2 separate regions of the Mus musculus genome follow, and region 2 is linked to region 1. The links are chromatin contacts, called in public HiChIP or PLAC-seq maps. All regions are on one chromosome and are shown on one strand. Each heading gives the region's core, a stretch centred on a gene start, on an enhancer-like site or on the middle of the called end of the contact. The rest is flanking DNA. Distances are from core to core; before and after follow the strand shown.

Region 1 (2,700 bases), core at 10-2,509:
TGTGTGTGTGTGTGTGATTTTTGCCAGGTGCAGAAAGTTTACCTCTAGGACTCTTGAAGAGAGTATAAATAGGAGAGCCCAGAGGGCCAGGGGCAGCAGCTGCTCCCCCTGCTGCCAGTTCCTGCTATTGCACTTGTCATTGCTGGATTGCTGGGTTCTGGATTGCTGGGTTGCTGGGTTGCTGGTTGGAGATACAACAAAGATGTTGGATTTGCCCCAGAGAACTCAACACCCCAGGTCAGCAGGAAGTAGTCTAAAGAGGTCTATGCCCCTTTTCCCCGCTAACCTTTTTTCTCTCCAGCCTAGTACTAGGAGATTAGAAGGGATTAGGGTGGAACACAGATAGAAAGGTGGCAGATACAAGAGCCCAATAAAGTAGCACAAAAAAAGTGCCTACAGTCAAGCGGGAGAAGTCCCCACTCTGGCACTTATAAACCATGAGCCTTGAGGATGGTCCTTCAGTTCTATGCATCTCAGCCCAATTTTCTGAGATGAAATCCGTCTCTGAAGCTAGATGTGGTGGCTCACATTTATAATCTCAGCATCAGGAGTTTTAGGCAAAGAGGTTATTGCATTGGTTGAAGGCCAGCCTGGGCTACAGTGAGTTCCAGACTAGTTTCAGATAGAGTGAGTTTTTTTTTTAAAGATTTATTTATTATTATAAATAAGTATACACTGTTGCTGCCTTCTGACACACCAGAAGAGGGCATCAGGTCTTATTTCAGGTGGTTGTGAGCCACCATGTGGTTGCTGGGATTTGAACTCAGGACCTTCAGAGGAGCAGTCAGCACTCTTAATTGCTGAGCCATCTTGCCAGCCCGAGTGAGTTGTTCTTTTTTTTTTTTTTTTTTTTTTTTTTTTTTCTTTTTTTTGGTTTTTTGAGACAGGATTTCTCTTTATAGCCCTGGCTGTTCTGGAACTCACTTTGTAGACCAGGCTGGCCTTGAACTCAGAAATCCGCCTGCCTCTGCCTCCCGAATGCTGGGATTAAAAGCATGCGCCACCACGCCCGGCGAGTGAGTTGTTCTTGATTGCACTTAATTTAAAAAATAAAACCCCAAAGAGAATTTTTGACATGCCTCCCAGACTACCAAGACAGCACTAATGGTTAAAGCAGCCGCTGGCAGCCGGGTGTGGTGGCTCATGCCTACTTTAGAGGTAGAGCCAGTAAAATATGAGTCATGCCAGGGACAGTGATGTGCACTGTAGTCTCTGCTGCGTAGGTGGCTGGGCTGACAGGATCACTTGATCCCCGGGGTTGAAGGTCACTCTGAGTAACATATCAAGTCCATGTCTCTATAAGACAAACAAAGCCGGGCGTGGTAGTGCACGCCTTTCATTCCAGCTCTTGGGAGGCAAAGGCAGGTGGATTTCTGAGTTCGAGGCCAGCCTGGTCTAGAGAGTGAGTTCCAGGACAGCCTGGGCTATACAGAGAAACCCTGTCTCCAAAAAAAAAAAAAAAAACAAACCAAACCAAACAAAAAGACAAACAAACAATATCATGTATATGAATGACATTACCTACCTGGAATTTTGTGAGAATTAAAGAAAATTAAGTTTGTAAGATATTTAGCCAAGAAGAGCTAGGGACATAGCTCAGTGGTTCAGTGCCTAGCATGTGCAAGGCCCTGGATTTGAACTCCAGCATCATAAAACCAAACAAACAAACTAACAAAAAAAACCAAGGTACTTCTCTGGGGACCACAGGGTACGAGGGGTGGAAAAGTTAAACCCAGAAGTAGAGCAGGGGATGCGGAACCGGAAGGCATAGCAGAGTCAGCCGACTAGATACGAGTCAAAGGCCACAGGAAAACCCACTAATTAAAAAATAAATTGTGAAGCCTGGTGTGGCAGTGCATTTATAAGCCCAGCACTGGGAGACAGAGACAGGCAAGTTTTGGAGGATCACCCAGCAAGTGTAGCCAAAATGGAGAATACCAAGTTCAGTGAAATTCTGTCTCCAAAAAAAGAAAGTAGATGGGCTAGCAAGATGGCTCAGCAGGGGAGGGCATTCGCTGCTACCAAGCCGGATGACCTGAGTTGAATCCCCAGGACCCACCTGCAGAATAACAGGACCAACTCCCACAGTCTATCTTTTTGTTTGTTTGTTTTCTGTTTTTGTTTTTGTTTTTGTTTTTTTGGTTTTTCGAGACAGGGTTTCTCTGTATAGCTCTGGCTGTCCTGGAACTCACTTTGTAGACCAGGCTGGCCTTAAACTCAGAAATCCACCTGCCTCTGCCTCCCAAGTGCTGGGATTAAAGGCGTGCACCACCACCGCCAGGCTTCACAATTTATCTTTTAACTTTCCCATGTGCACAATGGTGCATGCACTCATACACTTCCACACACAATAAATAAATAAATGTAATAATAAAATAAGGTAGAAAGTGGTAGAGAAAAACACCAGATGTTGACTCCTGGCCACCACATGTACAAGTGTGGGCAAACATCCCCCCTACACACACACACACACACACACACACACACACACACACACACAGTCCTCAGTGGGATATCTGTATCTCCCTTTCCAAGTCTCAGAGAACACCAAGGAAAAAGTACTGTCTACTATTGTCTTCTAGGTGTGACATGCTATTGCACTTTTAAAATATTTTATATTTCATGAGTGTGTGTGTGTGTGTGTGTGTGTGTGTGTGTGCTGTTCCTGAACATGCATACAATTGCCATGGCATGTATGTG
Region 2 (2,703 bases), core at 181-2,680, 160 kb before region 1:
GCTTGCCAACTGGAAAGCTGTCCCCGCTTTCACGTTGAGCGGAATACTCCACCAGCTGACTTGGACGAAGCAATTTCCTCTGCTCTCCCCTTTCTCTCTCCTCCAGCCCCTTCTCTTTTTCTCTCTCCTTAATAATAAAATTATACCAAGCAGTTTGCGGTGTGGCAGGCGGCCAGAAAAGCGTTTCTTTAAACGCCGCCGTCTCACAATTAGGCAGCAAGAGGATTTGACACGCCGAGGCGGCCTGACAGGCGGCTTCCTCCCCTGGGGGCGGGTGCAGGAGGGGCTTCAGTGCCCTGCTCCCCCATATGGAACCCGCACTGAGAAGGGGCCAGGGCTGCACCTCCTGGGCTGTCAGCTTGCTGCAGTGAGAAGCCCTTGGGGCAGGCAGCAGGGGAGGTTCTACCCAGACTCCTGGAAGCAGCAAGATCTTTCCCTGCTGGGCTATACAGTAGGAAAGCCATGTTCTCTGTTTCTGTGTGACAGAGAGGCATTTGGGGCACGTAACTGCTGAGCCTGGTGGACAACTTACTGACTCTCTCTCTGGATTTTCATTGATTTCTTCGGGTTTGGGATTGGAGTGTTGAGGGAGAATGTGCCCAGTTCCTGGGGCTGGTTGCTTTTCCATGCCAAGCTGTCTTCCGAGGAGGTTGCAGACAGGACTGTCTGTGATGAGCCAGAGACCCTCTGCTGCTACCACTGCGAGAGCAGACCTAGAGTCCCCATGAGCACACAGGAAGAGCTGCTTTGAAAGCACCTGGGTACCCAGACCACTGGCTCTAGCAGCCAAACTCAGAACTGGACCACGGTAGGTAGGTAGGCAGTAGCCACTGTAGGAGGGAGTTTGTTCTGGAAGCTTCCAGAGGGCAGCCACTTGCTTCCTTCATCATTTTCCCTCTTCCTGCCCCTGGGTGGCCTTCAGCGACGCCTTGGCAGTTCACTGCGACTTAAGCTACACACATCCCCTGGAGCCTCAGCTCTGCGCTCTGCTTGCTCTCCACCTGGACGCTTGGCTGAGCCAAGCTGGGCTCAAGAGTCAGTGGACACCAACAGGAAAGGCTGCAGGAAAGAGTGCAGGTCCTAGTTAGATAGTTTTTGTTCTGCCCACCAACTCCCTCACCCACTCATGAAACTGCTCTGTGGCCTTCACCCTCTGAGGCTGTGATAAAGAATAAATACTGTGATAAGCACAAAGCCAGTAGTGTCCCTCTGTCCCACTTGGTCACCATCAGAGCAATTTTTATAGGGGCAACTCTGGGGCCAGAGTAGGGCTTTGGAGCTTAAGAGCAAACACTGAAGTCCCTACCTTCAGGCTCTTATCCTTAGGAGGCAGCTCATTGTACCATTAATTATGTAATTACTGCTGTCATGAACCCCACATGGGAGCTTGGCAGGGGTCCCAGGAGGGGGGAGGGGTGGGGCCTTACCTATCTCTTGTGGAATGTTACAGGGCACCTCCTACACCACCTCTACAAGCTGAGCTCATGCCACACTCCTACCTCTAGCTCTTGAGCTCTTTCCTGCACCCAGGCCTCTCACCTTTTACTTCAGGGTTTGCCTGGGCCATGATGCTACCTACCTACCAAGGCCTGCTGCTCTGGAGCCAGAGAACATCTAGGTACTCCTTGTTGCATTGAATACCCAAGTCCCCAGCCCAAGAAGCTAAGAGCTAAAGTGCATGGGTGTGTGTGTGTCCACTTTGTCAGTCTTTGACACCTGGGGCTGATGGTCAAGTGACAACCCACAGATGGTCCTTTTGAACTTTGCCCTGCTTTAAATAACAACAATAAAAACCCTTGAGACTTGGTTGCTAACTTTTTTTTTTGGTCTGTGTGTGTGTGTGTGTGTGTGTGTGTGTGTGTGTGTGTGTAAGGACAACTTCCAGGAGCTAGTGCTCCCTACTGTGGGTTTCAGGGATGGAAGTTGATCACTAAGCCATTATATCTTGCCAGCCCTGGTAACATTTTTTGCAAATGAAAAACATCCCTACTGTACATTTCTGACCTGTAACCTCTTAAAGCAAAGGCTGCCCTGCTCTGGCTCCTTCTCCCCCCACTTTGCTTGGGACCAGTGTGTACAGCTGCCTCCAACCCCCATCTGACTACAGACCTCCGAAGTAGACTCTTCGTCCGTCCTTAAGAACAGGTCTGTGTTTAATGTATGAAGCAGACCTGTGGCCCTACCTAGTTTATGCCTCTCAGTCCGCCCAAATACCTTGTATCTTATCAGCTGACTTCTTAGTCTGGATTTAGTTTCACAGGGTTAATGTGACATTTGGAGCATGATTCATTTAATAAATATTTATTGTTCTGGGCAATGGGGACATGGCTATGAATAAAATAGGCAAAAATCCCTGCTCTTATGGAACTTTTTTCATTCGAGAGGAGACTGGTAATGAGGCCAAAAGGTAAGTGCTTTGAAGAACTAGAAGGAAGCACAAGGGGTGTCATTTTAAATACAATGATAACAGGGACACAGTAGAGTTGCATGGGTGTCTGGGAATGGTTTTCCTAGCAAAAGGGACAACTGGCACAGGCCTTGAGGCCCATGGAGGTGAAAGACTTGCCCAAGGTCAAAAGCCTAGTGGCATTTAGACAGCCTGCTACTAGCTTGACACTTCTTTTCTGCTTCTTCAACAAGTAAGGTAAGCCCTGGTCCTTCTGGGAGCATGGAGTGGAGAGGACAAGCTGTCCTGATGAGTTC

Evidence for each region. HiChIP or PLAC-seq counts read pairs in DNA pulled down with a chosen protein or histone mark.
Region 2: a FOXA1 HiChIP or PLAC-seq map of pancreatic cancer cells shows a contact between it and region 1. The contact joins two enhancer-like sites. A contact is called at or near these places in 1 of 115 datasets of contacts at active chromatin or transcription factors (pancreatic cancer cells) and 2 of 9 other capture datasets (adipose tissue and liver).

The regions. Positions count from the first base shown.
Region 1 is chr11:60,338,377-60,341,076 of GRCm38.p6, forward strand. The region is part of intron 1 of Tom1l2 (target of myb1-like 2 (chicken)); the gene reads right to left. Among named protein-coding and RNA genes, the nearest start is that of Tom1l2, 13 kb to the right of the region's middle. Within about 2 kb of position 1,260, at least 46 of the 459 cell types and tissues checked have an H3K27ac peak or open chromatin away from gene starts, as enhancers often do. A contact at or near this core is called in pancreatic cancer cells, where this site is marked.
Region 2 is chr11:60,177,276-60,179,978 of GRCm38.p6, forward strand. All of the region lies in intron 2 of Rai1 (retinoic acid induced 1), which reads left to right. Among named protein-coding and RNA genes, the nearest start is that of Mir6921, 22 kb to the right of the region's middle. Within about 2 kb of position 1,431, at least 17 of the 459 cell types and tissues checked have an H3K27ac peak or open chromatin away from gene starts, as enhancers often do. A contact at or near this core is called in pancreatic cancer cells, where this site is marked.